Linked DNA regions of Mus musculus: all the other regions are linked to region 3. The links are chromatin contacts, called in public Hi-C, HiCAR-type and promoter capture Hi-C maps. All regions are on one chromosome and are shown on one strand. The core of a region is the stretch at or near the end of the contact, and the rest is flanking DNA. Distances in the headings are between cores, read along the strand shown. Region 1 overlaps Bmpr1b (bone morphogenetic protein receptor, type 1B). Region 2 holds the start of Unc5c (unc-5 netrin receptor C). Region 3 holds the start of Stpg2 (sperm tail PG rich repeat containing 2). Region 4 holds the start of Bmpr1b (bone morphogenetic protein receptor, type 1B). Region 5 holds the start of Ppp3ca (protein phosphatase 3, catalytic subunit, alpha isoform).

Region 1 (3,094 bases), core at 91-2,590, 2.6 Mb before region 3:
GAGTCCACGGAAGTTGCAAGAAGCCCCTGGGACACCACCAGAAATCCTTTAGTGTGCTTCTCTCTATAAAGTCATGACAAATGATGACCAGCAAAGAGTGTCAAGGCAAAGCAATACCACACATGTCGTCCACTGTCTGTTGGGTTATATCTATACCCTTTTCAAACGTCACGTGTTCTCTCAAGCATCTACTCTAGCAAGGCATCACATGCCATTTTTTCCAGGCTGCTTCCAGGAAAACACCACATGTCTCTTCTCCACAAATCATCCTCCCACGTGTCTACTTCATAAAAAGCGTCCTCTCATAAGACAGTTTTCAGAAAAAAACATGAGTCTCCAAAGAAGTCAGAAATTTGCACTTCAATGCGTAGTTCCCTTGCTCCCCGCTTGGCACAGTCCTGCCTGGCACCTTTGGGGGATAGGGCAGCCTCACTGCACTGCTCCTATCTATCATTGCCTTTCTTCTCTGTGTCCCTGTCATGCACACACATTAAATCAAGCTATTCCCCCTTGACTTCCTTCCTACTAGAAGCAGTAGCCAGGAGAATTCATACTTACTCTACATCGTCCTGGGCTGGGCTAGAAAAATCACTTGATCTCAGACAGTTAGGAAGCCCTTTGCCACCCATCCCTCTGAATCTCTGATTCTTTTTTTCTTTCTGCTAGCTAGTGACAGGTCAGAGATACAAGCTTGGTATGCAGTTTGAAGTTCAAATACATGGAGGCATTATATATCCCATCAGAAGTATTAAAACAGTAAGTGAGAAATTGTAAAATGGCTGGCAGAAACGAAGCTCTTCCTAAAAGAAATTTGTGTTTCTATTTTTATTTTTTAAATTATCTTTAATCTTTTTTTACAGTCCAGTCATTATCCCAGTCTACCCTCTGGCAGTTCCTCATCCCATTTCTCCTTCACTGTCTCCATGAGGATGCACCCCATCCCACCCTACCCTACCCTGCAAGGCCTCCCCTTTCCCTGGGGCCTCAAGTCTCTCCAGGGTTAGGTGCATTTTCTCTCACTGAGGCCAGACCAGTGAGAGAGGCGGTCCTCTGCAGTGTGTGTGTCTGGGGCCTCAGACCAGCTAGTGTCTGCTGCCTGGTTGGTGGCTCAGTGCTAAGAGATTCTTGGGGGTCTTAGAAACACAGATTTCTTGGGATCCATCTCAAGGGGAAGCTCTGAGAAATTTGCATCTCTAAACCTATCAGAATATTGAAACAATGGACTCCAAAGAAATGGGGATTTCTCTGGGAATCTCATGCTGGGTAGAGAGAATGGCCATGGCCAGAGGAGAATTTGGCCTGCACAAAGTGAAGCCAAAGATTTTAACTCTTTGTCAGCAAGTAGCCCAGACCCAGGATGAGTCAGTAGTTGGTGAGAACCACACCTTGAAGAGTTACTAGCAAGCATAGCCTTGACTCTGTATTTAAATTAAATCTCCCTGTGGGTCCCTGTGTTGGCCTCTGGGGTTTTCTGGATCTCTGGCCTTTCCAAGGTGTCCACCTAGCATATAGCTCCTTTTCCTATTAACAAGATGAGCCTTTACCCTCTGCATTCTTGTCTGCCCCAGCCTGTCAGGGTTCTCAGGAGCCTGTTTCCTCTCTGGTATACCCTCTTTACCTTTCTCACACACCTATAGGAAAGCTCCCCCCATCTTGCTGTCTGTAACTCCCTCTTGGACATACTTGCCAATGGATTTTAAACTTGCCTGTATTTATGCCTTTCTTTGTTCTACAAATACTATAACACTTTTATGAAACCACTTGTACATCGGAACATGAAATTTGGGATTAGATTAAGTCTTTGTTTCCTCAAAATAGTTCCAGAATAAACTACTCCCTGTTCCCTTTAAGATGAGATCTGTGATTTTAGCACTGGCATTATTAATCTTCAAATTACACGTGTTTTCTAATTCTACTTAAGTTTGTAACCCCTTGGTACACAGACTAAGAAGAACAAAAGCGTGGTTAGGTCTCGTGGGAATATTAATTATGAAATTATAATTGAAGGAGACAATCTGTTCCTGTAATTCTCTAGAGCCTCCACCTCTGCCACCAGGCTCTGATTATTAATCCTGACTCTTTTCCACAGGAAAAGTAAAGACAACATCCCCGAATTGTCTATGGGAAAGATAAAGAGCTCATATTTCCTTGATATTCAAAGCAGCACCCACATATATGACAGAATATTTTGAGTTCTTGCTAATTTTATATAGTTTGTAAATGACTTTTTAATTTCATGGTCTTATGCCTGTAGCTTTCCTCAGTCCTTGAAATATATACTTTCCAGTCATTGATCCTGTCAGGTTATATTAAGTATACTTGTGTATATATAGTAACGTATATTTATATATATTTTATTTATGATCTATTATATACTCATAAGGCATTTCAAAGGACAGTTGTGTTACAGTTGAATATTAACAGATGATAACAGCTTTCCTCCTTTTCTTTAGTCTTTTCAACAGAAATAAGATGTGGAATATAATCTTTTTCGCTTCCCCTATTTTATTGCTTTTTATGATTTGGTAATTCACTTGTGTGGCCCTTACAGCATCTGCATAGGCTCTGTGGGGTTGGAGTTACTCTCTCCTTCTCTGTGCATGTTTCATAGTATACATTTTTTTGTGTGCCAACTTTGACTCTCATTGTTTTGCACTCCTGCATAGAGGAGGAGGCTGGAATAGGCTGAAGACCCTCACCCCCTCTGCTCCTTTCTTTCTCGTTGACTTTCTTCCGTGAACCTCTCTCTACCCTCTTATAAGCCCGACAACTTCCGAATCCACTTTCTTCCTTTATTCTTGTATACCCATATTCAATTTAATTTTCATTTTTGTCTTAAAGATTAATAGAAGCTCATTTTTATCTCTGCTGTTACTTGAGAACAAGTATGATACTACTGAGAGTCAAAGAGAAGTCCCTTAATTACTTCCTTTTTATTTTTGAGATTATAATTTAATTGCAGCATTTCTCCTTTCTCGCCTCCTTTCAAACCTCCCTACGTACCTATCCACTCTCCTCCAAATTCTTAGGCTTTATTCTACTGCTTGTGAGTATTTGTATATAGATATTGTACTGGCTAGTTTTGTGTCAACTT
Region 2 (2,995 bases), core at 102-2,601, 2.3 Mb before region 3:
AAAGAAGTGTGTGTGTGTGTGTGTGTGTGTGTGTGTGTGTGTAGAAAAGGGAAGGTCTCTGAGCTGGTTCTGAATTGTTGCCTCTCTCTCCAGGCAAAGCTGTGTTGCCTTCTGGCTATAGACAATAAATAAATAAATAAATAAATAAATAAATAAATAAATAAATCTTTAAAATGGCAAAGAAGGATCTGGGTGGGAACTGGTTTGAATAAGTCTGGGAGCTGCACCTCCCTCTAAAACTCAATGAACAAGAAAGAAGCCTCCAAGATGAACCTCAGTCTAGGTGTCTTCCCTCTACCCGTACAAGACATTCCCAACTCTGGACCACTGTCCTCCTACTCCGGCTTTGCTCAGAGTGCCACACACTTCGAGGCTTACACGCATTAAAATGTCAGTTATAAACTGGTTAGCAGCGTCCTTTCCCCCAGAGAGTTGCAGATTTGGTTCGAACAGCTAGAGTCACCCACTAGAGCTGTGGTTTTGAAGTTTTTCAAGGATCGCCTGTCCGGAGCGGGACACGAAGAGGTTGTGAGTGGAGAAGCAGGCACACCCGGAGCCTGTCCTTTCTGGGCGAATTGAGCATCTCCATAGCGCCCCATCAGCAGTCTAGGGGCACCAGCGCCTATGGGTCCTTGGCGGTAATGGACATATTTCCTTAGCGGAGGTGGAAGAAAACCCTGCAAGCGCAGCCATCGCGCACAGCGAGAAGCCTCGGCACACTACACATATTGGGGCACATACCACAACGCCACTATCAGTGCCTCTGGAAACCCCCGGCTACACAATATTCAAAACCGTGCGTCTGTGGGTCTGAAAGTGCAAAAGACACTCCAGGATCCCACAGGCACCGAGACAGCAGCTACACTTAACACACCCCGGGTCCATCCTTACCCAGATCCAGAGCTAAGACTGAAAATCTGGTTTCTTAACTAGTTGGGAAAGTGGGATTTAAAGTGGTTTCCATTGGGGGCAACTAGGCAGGTGAGGAATCAAGGAGCGCCGGGGACAAATAGAGGTAGAAGAGAGGGAAGACAGAAGCAAAGGGAGGTGACTGCCGCGCCCTGAAGACCCTCTTACCTTGAGCGGCGGAGCCGGTGCCACTGGCGCTTAGCAGGGCCAGGGCAGGTAACACAAGCATCTGCAGCAAGTATCCTAGTCCCAGTCCGCAGCGGGCCGCTGTCGCCCTCAGACCTTTCCTCATCGTCGGCAGAGGTGTACGGGGAAGGGAAACGCCACCAGGAGACGCGCAAACAGCCGAAAGCCCAGCCAGGCAGGAGGCTGGATCCGGCCACCGCCAGGCAGTCCTGAGAAATAACAGCAGCCTGAGCGCCACACTCCACTTTCTCCAAGGGCAGGGGCCAAAGGGGGTGGAGAGGAGCCTCCGAGGAGGAGTTTGAAGGTCCCTCGTCCACTGCGCCTAGCCACTGACGTCTCCCGGCTGCTAATGCTCTGCCCCCACTCGGGAAGTGCTGGGAGGTGTAGCGCGGCCACCACCACAGCTCCCGCAGCTCCGCCGCCAGCCGAGCGGGCGCTGCTCTCGGGTCCCCGCGCCCGCTCGGATCGCACAGGCGCCGGGGATGGGGAGGTGGCAAGAGCGGGAGGAGTGGCGAGCCAGCGAGGCGCTCCCCGCTCTGATCCTTGCGCTTCTGTGCCGGAGAGACTCCCGGGCTGCCGCCCGCCCGCCGACGGTCCAGCGACTGTCGCCTCCAGGAGTGGGGCGAGCGGGGGTCCTGGGTGGCGCTCGCAGAGGAGGCGTGGAGGGCGCGGCCCCACTCCGCGCGGGGGGAAGCGGCGGCGGGAGCGCGCTCGCCCGCCTTATGTAAGCGAGGATGGAGCGAAATCCACGCCTCGCGCGGAAGGTGGAGTCCACTGGGTTCACTTGCTCACTTGCTCACTCGCTCCGGCGCTGACAAGGGACACCTGGGGGCAGAGGCAACTGCGGCCAGGGGCAGCACAGTCTCCCCGCCTGGCGCCAGACTCCTGCTCCGCAAGCGCTGCGGGCACGCCTCAGGCCACTTGGCGGTGTCCAGCGGAGCTCAGCCCACCGCCTGGCAGTGTCCCTGAGCCGGCCAAGCCTAAGCCAGATGCCCCAGGACTGCTCTCGCTCTAGGATTTAGGGAGTTGCGCTTGATTGAGCCGGAGGCGGGCTGGAACTTGTTCGCATAGATGGGAAAGAAGGCAAGAAGCATTTGTAGTGGCTCAGCCCACTATCTTTGGGTTGTCAGCGCCAGTCAGGCTGTTTTATGCTCTGCGAGCCGGTGACCTATTTGTGGTGGAACAAAAACTGGAAATCAATGGAAACTCCCTCGGTACTGATTTTTTTTTTTTTTTTTTTTTGCTTGTTCATCTTGGTGGCTGCTGAGATTGAACATTTAAAGAGTGCCGCGGCAAAACCAAGAGAACCCCCCCCCCCCCAAAAAAAAAAAAAAAAGAACAAAATTTGCAGATGCTCAACTTGATGTTGGAACCTATAACTTAGTCTCCAAATTCTTAAGAGCGAGGAGAGAGGACTAAATCTGCTTCAGTACAGAAAGACATTTTGGGGAGTAGTTAGGTTGTGAATTCGTGATAAAAGGATGAAGGAGGAGTGTGAGGAGGAGTGGGTAAAACAAGCCCAGCCTAGACAAAAGGAAGGCGAATGTCTGAACACACCAGCTAAGCTCCACAAGATAGTGTGAAAAATCCCCGATGTTTGTGCATTTAAAATGAATAATTTTATCACGTAAAGGTTCAGTTTCAAGTGCAAAAGGAGCCATATGTAAATACACAGAAGAGTTTAGAAAGTGTGGGGCGGGTGGAGAAAATGGCTGATTTCAAGTCTAATTTGAGCTGTGGTCAGAACTGTCCGGGTGAGCAGGTCAGGTAACTTTTGCATGTCATGATTCTTTTTTTTTTTTTTTACCTCTCTTCGAAATATTCTAATTCTAATGCCTTGTGATTCTGCCTGCCAAGCACCATTGAAACCTCTACCCGTTATGTATGCCTTGGATGGATT
Region 3 (3,041 bases), core at 278-2,777:
AACATGCTACTGATTTAATTGAGAAAAAATAAATTGGATTGTATTAAATTGGGTAGCTATGAACAAAGGGGAAGAATTTCTGAGAGATTGTGAACATTTAACCAATGGTCTTAAAGGCCAAGAGAAATGGCCAGGCAAAAAAAGTAAGCTAGAGTTCTAAAGCTTAGACCAGCCATGCAAGGATGTCTGTAAAGTGACTGACAACGACGCAGACTTTAAGCCTGTGGGAAACTTAGAGACATAAACCACCTCTATCTCTATAAAGAATTTCACTTGGGAGTGGCTGGATATAAATGGTGATTGAAGTAACAGATATGAATAAGAGAGTACAATGAGCAAAGCAACAAGAACAAGATGTAAAGCTAAGTATCTTATAAATTTAGCTGTGCATGATTAGTGGGAAAAAAAGAAAAATAAAACATGATTCCTTGCTTCAGTACCGAATCATGTGTCAGGTACTGAACAGCAGGAAAAAAAATGAGACAGAAAGCAACAAAGAAAGTGGTCAGCTGTACCAAAATAAAGGTCAAAAAAAAAAGTTATGGGTGTGCAAAAGCATCATAGGTGTGCCCATTACAGATGGTCACTGGTAAACACAAGATGCTGGGGAATACATGCTTATACCATCTCAACAGTACTTGGCATAGGTACCAAAAATGCTGAGGACAGATGCTGAAAAGATGTAAAATTTGAGATCTGAAACGCAAACAGAATTTTACCATGTCCAGAGAAACTTAAACTAACCATAATGGAGCAGGGATGTAAACAGAGTACTCACTCCTGGAACTTTAAGGGGGCAGGAGGTATTTTATATCTACTGAAAAATGCAGGTTTACAAAAGAAACCACTAGAATTTGGGTGGTATTAAACTCAAACAAAAACAAAAACCAGAACTTTAAAAGCAGAGACCGAATTAGAAATATTTATTAAAAGTTGGACCTAATTCACAAACTGGGGGGGGGGGGGGGGGTGAGAAATGAAGAAAAGCAATTAACTACTTCAATTATTAGTCCCTAGGCCACCCCTGAAGGCTATAACTTTTCACAGAATGTAGAAAGAGGGTCTCAGTATAAAGCCAGGGATGGTCAGATAACTTCACTCCGGGGAGTGGGGGAGATTGGGGACGGGATCCAATTTGTAAGTGATAATACAGAATAGAAATGTAAACAATTACATCGTGGTAAATAAATCTGATTAAAGTGTGTGCAAAAGCAAGTATTGTGTTTCATACAGTCACAAACTTGTTATGTCATACAGTCAAGAGCCAAGGAATCAAAATCCTGGTTCTAGTATCGTCTCTACCTGCGACGTGTTACATTTCTGAACAGTGGTCCTTTTTGACTTTGTGTTTAACCTGAGGGCAGGCTGAAGGCGGGCCGTCTGTCACCGCAAGCTGGCCATCAGCATCTTACCTGTGGCCTGCTGCTTAGGAAAAGGTACCTGGTAGGTCCCAGGCCCCACGTGCTCCTCGGTGCTGCCGCGGTTGGCACAGTCGAGCCAGCGCGGAGCACGGTCATACATAGTGATGAGGGGCGGGGCCCACGGGACCGGAAACTAGACAGGCGGCCTGCGTCGTCCCTACACGCGGGACTAGAGTGCGAGCTGCGTGCTGACTGGCTCAGCGGCGTCAGCTTTCCCTCGGGTCCTCGGCACAGAGGTAAAGTGGCGAGGACAGCAGCCAGAGGACCCGCCCGCCAGCCCGCCAGCGTTCAATTCAGCGCTCACGGGTCACGCCAGAGACCGGGCTTAGCCGCCTGAACTTCCGGCTCTGGCTCCGCCCACTCCCCGCCTCCCGGAAACCTTGGAAGGGCAGAGGCCGGAAGGACTCGGGCCTGTAGGTGCACTTCCGGCACCGGCCTCGGAGCATTTCCGGTCGAGCGCTCAGAGCTCGGAGATGTCTTGTAGAGTCTGACGAAGCTCCCTGCGCTAGGCAGGGCGGTGCTGCACCTCAGCTCCACCTCAGCTCCGCCTCAACTCACCTGCTTCCTGTCCCAGAATACCTTCGCTGCGCAGAAAAGCCCTAGAAACGCACTAGAAGGAGGCGAATTAATTTGATTTTGATTTGCCTTCCCTGTAAATCAGGGTGACTGGAAAGACCCGGGGGGCGGGGCAGCGAGGCGGGGACAGGTGGAATAGAAAAGCTCGGGACCCCAAAACAGGGTTTGGGATCAGCAAAGTCCCCCTTCACTCCTGTCAAAAAGGCATCCTCTGAATAAAGTCACTACTGAATCTGACCTGCAGGCCATCAAGATTTCTAAAGGAAAGCTGGGAACGCAGAGGGTTGGGGGCGGGGGTGGGGGGGTGACAAGAAATGGCAACATCTGAAAAGGGGAAAGCTTGCCTACTGAAGCAAGTCAAGGGCAAGGGCTAAAAACTGCTTCTGGTGTTGGACACGGATAAATGGCAACATTGTCTACAAAGTAAGGTGAAGGCATCGAAAAAGCCCAAGCCACCCTCATCGATCCACTGAATCTTCAGCAACAGGCGCTGGAGAGTATCAGAATCCATCTATGTGTTTGGTTGGTTTTTTTCATTAAGAAATCCACACAGCTTCTAAACATCCTTAAAGGCTTAGGCCAGTGGTTCTCAACCTTCTGAATGCTGCAACCCTTTAATACGGTTTCTCAACTTGTAGTGGCCCCATACCATAAAATCATTTTCATTGCTACTTTATAACTTTGGTACTGTTAGGAAGCACAATGTAAGTATTTTTGGAGGTAGAAGTTTGCCAGTGGGGTTGTGACCCACAGGTAAAGAACCACTGGCTTAGGCAATCCTTCCATGGCCCTGCCTTACCCACAAAAGAGCTAGAGTGCCTCAGTCCCCAATACAAACTTAAATATATTTAAATTTTGTGATTCTTAGTTTGCTACTTAGTTCTGAATTAATTGTGGCATCTCTGTTAGAATACTCAAAAAGTATGTGTGTGTGGTTCCTAAGAATCTTTTGATGTCTTCTACTAAACAGCTGGATCATTACTTACTTGAAAAGAACTTATTGGCAAATGTATATAGTTCTCTTACTCTTCTAAGTTAACCTGG
Region 4 (2,919 bases), core at 349-2,848, 3.0 Mb before region 3:
GGTTATTTGGTGCTGATTACTGTATGGCTAGCTTTGTGAACACTCTGTTGCTGCAGAGTGCCATATCCTAAGATCCTCCTTAAATATGGTTTATAGAGCCCTCTCATCCTTTTCTTCTACCCAGAGATTTTTTTTTTTAAAAGACTCTGTGCCCCTCTCCCCCATGACCTACAGAGGGTTTCAAGTACCTTTCTCTGTAACATCCAATTTATTTAAATTCAGTTTATAAGAACCTCTAAGGGAGAATCTTACACTTCTGTCTAGTAAATGTTATTAGTAATTCCTACATCACAGGGGTAGATCTATTCAAGTTTCTTTCCTATTTAAAACTAATGTCAGGAGACGAAAATGACAGAAAGTCTGATTGGGGGACAGATAGAAGGCAAGTTCACTGGTCACATACTTATAGTTAGGAAAGAAGAGAAAGACGATGCAGAAGGGGAGGGGGTGGGGTTATCTCTGACTCACAGAGTGAAGGCAACAGGTTGGATTCCACCTTTGCAGTTCTTTCAGCTCTAAGTCCTGACACCTGGGGTCAGCAAGGGCCCAATAAAGAGACACCAACAAGCAATTTACCTACTTAGAAAACTTCTAGACAACGTCTTACAGTCTGGCTTCAGGGACTATAACATGGATACACGATGGGGCAGGCAGACTCCCTTGGCGACACTGTCATTTCAGGATAAATATACCCACCATTTACCAACTCATTAATAAACACCAGGGACCCCACTTGCTCCTAAGAGGGACCTGTAGGTCTCTTATATTTACAGGTGAAAATATTTTATTTAACGTCTGATTCAGCTGGAACAATTTCAGAAGAAAGGGGATGAAATAAAATGGTAGGAATGAAATAGATCATAATGAGAAACTCATAAGAAATTCACTTCCGAGTGGCACAAAATAAAACTTAAGTCACACTTCTAACGAGGACAAACGGGGCTGCTCAACATGCTTGGAATTTAAAAAAAAGTGAGGAAATGAATTATGGTGGAAACTGGGCATCAGGCATTAGGAAGAAAAGATATTTGGAATTCATGAGATACCGCCCTGGGAAACAGTTGGCAAAATGGCTGAGTTGAAAGAGGTTAGCTATGCTCCCCAAATCTCCGGAGAAGCCGAATCACCTTACTTTATATTCATTTCTCCAAGAGTCGAAACACTTACAGACTTAGCCAGGAGACCACAGAGTAAAGATGTCAAATGCTTTCTCAAGCCAAACTGTAAAATTTCATCGAACACAAGTGGAATTTTTTGCGTTGCCTTTCATTGTTTACAATTTCAAAATATCTGTATTAAGGAAAAATTTCATTTTCCTAGGAAGCCTCACTCCATGCCTCAAGATTTCTAACCCCTCACCCGAGACTGTGGATCTAATTTGATGTGCACTCCCCTCCCCTTTTTTATGAGGTGTGTGACCAACGTTTCCATAACTTCTCCAAAGTGTCGCTGGCCCCGGAGAAGTTGAAGTTCACCGCGCTCTGCCATTTGGAGTCGGTCCCAGCTCGCACCATTCCGCGCTGCCTCCTCGCGCTTTTGTTTCTGGAAGCTGAAGGGGGCGTGTGGCAAGGCTTTTGGACCAGCCAGGGACGTTTGTCCGGCTGCAGCGCCAGGGATGCTCTGAGGACGGCTCTGGAGGTGGCTGGGACCGCTCCAGGCGCCGGGCCGCGTAATCCCTGCGCTAAGTGCTTGGCTCGCAGTCTGCAGTCACTAGTGGGAGCTGGAGAGGGCGAGTGAGAAAAATTCCAGCGGCGGCGGAGCGGGAGGAGGGACAGGAGCTACGGCGGCGGCGGCAGAGGCAGCGGCGGCGGCAGAAGTTGCCGGCGTGGTGCTCGTAGTGAGGGCGCGGAGGACCCGGGACCTGGGAAGCGGCGGCGGGTAAGGGGCGCTGGGAAGGGGCCTGGGAGTTCGGATCGGGGGTCTCCAGGGTAGCCCGCGCTTTGTGCGGCGATCGGGGTGGGACACGTGCTCCTCGGGGAGCGGGACACCCGGACAGCGGGGCGCTCCCGGGCCACGAGCGCTTGGGGGGACGCCAAGGGGCACCGAGCTCGGGACCAGCCACCTGCCTCGCCTGCTCCTCGGACCCGCTGGGAGAGCCAAGGCGCTCATGGGACAACCACACTCTTCGGTCCTCTCGCGCTCTCCCCTGCCCCTTAGTCACTCCATCCTCTCAGCCCTCTCCTCTTCCGAGTCTTTCCAACGTGATCCCATACTTAGTAGCTGACTTTCCCCACCTCTTGTCCTTTCCTCCTGTCCCTCTACACTATTCCCATCGGTTCTCTGCAGGGTGAGGTTTTTCTGACATTGGAGAAAGACCCTCCGGAAGTTGTGCAGGGCGGCAGGTATCTAGTTTCTCTGAGCCTCTCCAAGGAGGCTGAGTGCTCTGTGTTCTGAATGGGGACCTTGTGGCTTCTTTGAGTTATTAGGGACTGCTCTTTTCTTAGTCACCTTCCCCCAAGGTGAGGTCAGTTACTGTGAGGGGCCACAAAGGTGCCAGTGAAACAGAACAGAAGAAGGCAGCTGAGTAACAGAAGGTCCCAGACATATCCGCAGTGAAGCGGAACCACCTGAGAGAAGGCTCCTGGATTCTGGAAAAACAAAAGGCTCCATGAGTCCTCACGATGGAGTTCAGCTGAAGAACATTTGAAAAATAATATGAAAAAGCCCTCGGTGTGAGAGCCTCTTGCTGTCCTCACTGAGACTAAGTCTTTGCTTTTCATATGCATATTTTTGGGGCTCTTGGTCACAACTTCTCTAATTATTGTTTTGAGGGAAGTTAAGAGAAATGGTCTATGTCAACGGGGCACTTATGTTTTAAGAAAAAGTGATTTCAACTTTGTACTTTTATACCTCTTTACATTCTGCCGATCAAGGAGAATTATGTCTAACTGCAAAGAAAATAGGAAAGGATTTGTCAGT
Region 5 (2,774 bases), core at 123-2,622, 2.5 Mb after region 3:
GGCGCCCAGGGAACTGCTGCAATGGAGCGCCTGGAGCAATGTGCCGGGGCGAGCCAGTCCGCGGCAAGCCATGGCCACATTAAAATGCCCTATTAATTTTTTAAAAGCCATAAATCACCTCCCCTCCCTCTACAAAGAGCAAACCATAAACCCGATCCCATGCAAGCCCGCGAGCAGCCACCCACTTCCTATTTCTGTCACAGCAGCTACACCCTGCCAGCAGTCACCCCCCCCCCCGGGCGCCCCCTCCCGCCACCGCCACCCCCGCCACCGCCTCCCAGCCACTCAGCCATTTGCCAACTGCTGCCCCCCGTCCACGAAAACAAACAAATAAATACATAAATAAAAATAAATGCCCCGATTAGGGCCGGGTGGGCGGTGTGGGGGCAGGGCGCGGCGAAGGAAGGGATCGCCTCTTGCAGGAGATCCTAGAAGGTCCCCGGCGCTAGCCGGAGAGGGACGACCGGGGCGGGGGAGGGGAGGACAGTCGCCTGCGGCACTCGGTGCACCCCGGGCCGACGCGGCGCTGCGCTTACCTTTCACCACCCTGTCGGTCGTCGACAACTTGGGATCAATCGCCTTGGGCTCGGACATCTCCAGCCACCGGGAGGGGGGGACAGCGACGCGCTGCTCGTCCCGTCCGACTGCACACCCCGACCGCACCGGCGGGCCAGACACTCAGCGCCGCCGCCGCCGCGCTGCAAACCGCTCGGCTGGAGCTCTGGGCTCTGGGCTGGCTCGAAAGTTACTGCCGGCTCCGCGCGTCCCTCCTCCGCCGCCGCCGCCTTCACTCCTCCTCCGCCGCCGCCAGCCCCGCCGCCTCGCTCCGGGCTGCGCGTGTGTGCTGGTTATTTATTTATTTTCTGAGCACGCCTCCCGGTTCTTCTTTTATTCTTGGGGACGGGGCGGGGGATGGGGAGGAGAAGCACACGCGAGCACCCACCCCGGCACCGACACCGGGCGCCGCGCAATGGAGCCCCCACGCGCGCACACGGTCGGGATTAAGACCGATCACATGGGGAGGGCCGGGGGCGAGGGAGGAGAGGCAGGGCCGCGGATGTCAGCGCCGCCAGCCGCGCCTCGGCTTCCCGGTGCTGGAGAGGCGGCTGCCGCTGCGGCCGCCGCTGCTTCCCCACGCCGATTGTCGCCGGGCGCCGCCGGGGCCGCGGCAGCCGTAGACGTCCCGCCGCCGCGCTCGTCCGCGATCCTCCTCTGCCTCGCGGCGCCGCTGCTTCTCCACGCACAGGCAACAGCCGCTGAGCTCGGTGGACACAGTCCGGGGCACAACCTCGCCTCCGCCGCCGCGCCGGCCGCCGCCACCACCGCGCCCGCCTCCGCCTCCTCCCCTTCCTCCTCACCGCCCCCGCCTCCAGCGCCCTGGCCACCTCCTCCTCGGGGTCCGCCTTAGGGCCCGCCCCACGTTGCACCTCGCAAGCTCATTGGCTGGAGAGCGCGTCCCTCATCGCTAAGGCGGTGGTCTGGGTGACCGCCCCGCCCCCTGCTCTGTTTTCTTCAGGGTGCCAGTCAGTCCCGTGGGCCTGCTGCCTCCACCGCCCTGTGACCGCTCAAGTGTCACTGGAGTGGGCAGGGAGGAGGGAGGCTGGACTGGGAGTAGGGGCCGGGAGGAGCTGGGCTGCTGCGTGCCCCCGCGCCTGCCCACTCCCGAAGTCCTGCACACACTCCCGGGTGGGTCTCGGCCGCTCCGAGTGTGTGAGTGGCCCGCAGTAGTGAGTTCGGAGACCGAGGAAGGAGGAGCGCCGGACGCTCCCGGCCGCGGCGCAGCTGCTGTCGCTGCCGCAGCTGTCCAGGGAGGATCGCCAAGGAAGGCGACGAGTAAACAGCTTACCTTGGGGAGGCAGCTCTGCCTGAGCTAGGTGGACGGGGATTACTGATGGTGGGGTGGTTAGGACGCGTGCACAACTTCACGGGAAGAAACGAAAGTGTGTTTGGGGCGCTGCGGGACGCGGTGGCTGGCTGGCTAGCTATCCAAGGTGGATGGGAACAGACTGGAGCCTATGCGACCCTGGCTGTGCTCAGTGACCCTGGATGCCCTAGGAGATAAGAGGAGTCAGAAAGACTCGGGAGAGGTCGCCTTTTCCCTGTTCACAGGAGCTAGCAGTCACTGGTGGCGATAGGTGACACTAAATTTCTTCCTGTTCCTTCCAGTCAGTCACTCAGTGATCAAGATGCATGTAGGGCCTTGGCTTGTTGCAGTTTCTCACAAGTCCCTCATAAGAAGGAAAATAAGGGACCGTGTATGAAATGCTCTTCAAAATATCTTCTGCCTCCTGAGTTCCAGGACAGCTAGAGCTATACCGAGAAACCCTGCCTCGAAAAAACAAACAAACAAACAAACAAAATATCTTCTGGGCACAGCCCTCCCCCTGGCCTACCACAACCCCAAGGACCAGCAAGGAAATTATGAAGAGAGCTGAATAAATTTCTCACCCTTGTCCTTCCTGTTTTATTTTCAAATTCCTTCAGTATCAGGGTTTTCGTATTTCCTGAATTGGACTGTAAGCTTAATAAAGGGCCTACAAAAAGGTGTGGGAAGCTGCTGGAGGCACACTCCATTAGTCCCAGCATCTGGGAGGCAGAGGCAGGAGGAGCTCTGTAAGTTCCAGGCCAGTCTGGTCTACAGACTGAGTCCCAGGACAGCCAGGACTGTCTTGGGAGGGGGCGGGGGGGGGAGTTTAGGAAGCTAGGAGATGGAGCCAGGAGAACTGATCTGGCCACAGGGATTAGATGAAACTCAAGTCCAAAAAAATACAAAT

The links. Promoter capture Hi-C pulls out the DNA fragments that hold promoters and counts their contacts. A called contact is a pair of places that touch in the nucleus more often than the background predicts. HiCAR-type assays count read pairs that join an accessible place to other places.
Region 1: a contact with region 3 is called in a promoter capture Hi-C map of embryonic stem cells, with 7 times the contacts expected there. The contact joins the enhancer-like site here to the promoter of Stpg2 in region 3. A contact is called at or near these places in 10 of 39 promoter capture datasets (the 3T3-L1 cell line, 3T3-L1-derived adipocytes, the C10 cell line and 7 more), 1 of 484 Hi-C or Micro-C datasets (cortical neurons) and 1 of 115 datasets of contacts at active chromatin or transcription factors (embryonic forebrain).
Region 2: a contact with region 3 is called in a promoter capture Hi-C map of embryonic stem cells, with 10 times the contacts expected there. The contact joins the promoter of Unc5c here to the promoter of Stpg2 in region 3. A contact is called at or near these places in 4 of 39 promoter capture datasets (embryonic stem cells, hippocampal neurons, second pharyngeal arch cranial neural crest and 1 more) and 2 of 115 datasets of contacts at active chromatin or transcription factors (astrocytes and stem cell-derived neural progenitor cells).
Region 4: a contact with region 3 is called in a HiCAR-type map of astrocytes, with 7 times the contacts expected there. The contact joins the promoter of Bmpr1b here to the promoter of Stpg2 in region 3. A contact is called at or near these places in 2 of 39 promoter capture datasets (hippocampal neurons and liver) and 1 of 115 datasets of contacts at active chromatin or transcription factors (astrocytes).
Region 5: a Hi-C map of rod photoreceptor shows a contact between it and region 3, with 5 times the contacts expected there. The contact joins the promoter of Ppp3ca here to the promoter of Stpg2 in region 3. A contact is called at or near these places in 1 of 39 promoter capture datasets (pre-B cells) and 2 of 484 Hi-C or Micro-C datasets (CD4 T cells and rod photoreceptor).

Annotation. Positions count from the first base shown.
Region 1 is chr3:141,847,492-141,850,585 of GRCm38.p6, reverse strand. All of the region lies in intron 9 of Bmpr1b (bone morphogenetic protein receptor, type 1B), which reads left to right. Among named protein-coding and RNA genes, the nearest start is that of Gm15689, 170 kb to the right of the region's middle. Within about 2 kb of position 1,340, at least 8 of the 459 cell types and tissues checked have an H3K27ac peak or open chromatin away from gene starts, as enhancers often do. A contact at or near this core is called in embryonic stem cells, where this site is marked.
Region 2 is chr3:141,463,920-141,466,914 of GRCm38.p6, reverse strand. Unc5c (unc-5 netrin receptor C) reads right to left here and starts at 1,351. Exons shown (of 16, transcript NM_009472.4): 1 at 1,078-1,351. The coding sequence starts at 1,201.
Region 3 is chr3:139,204,379-139,207,419 of GRCm38.p6, reverse strand. Stpg2 (sperm tail PG rich repeat containing 2) reads right to left here and starts at 1,527. Exons shown (of 14, transcript NM_198659.2): 1 at 1,413-1,527. The coding sequence starts at 1,521.
Region 4 is chr3:142,168,104-142,171,022 of GRCm38.p6, reverse strand. Bmpr1b (bone morphogenetic protein receptor, type 1B) reads left to right here and starts at 1,598. Exons shown (of 12, transcript NM_001277217.2): 1 at 1,598-1,878.
Region 5 is chr3:136,668,664-136,671,437 of GRCm38.p6, reverse strand. It overlaps Ppp3ca (protein phosphatase 3, catalytic subunit, alpha isoform), which reads right to left and starts at 1,372. Exons shown (of 14, transcript NM_008913.5): 1 at 537-1,372. The coding sequence starts at 594.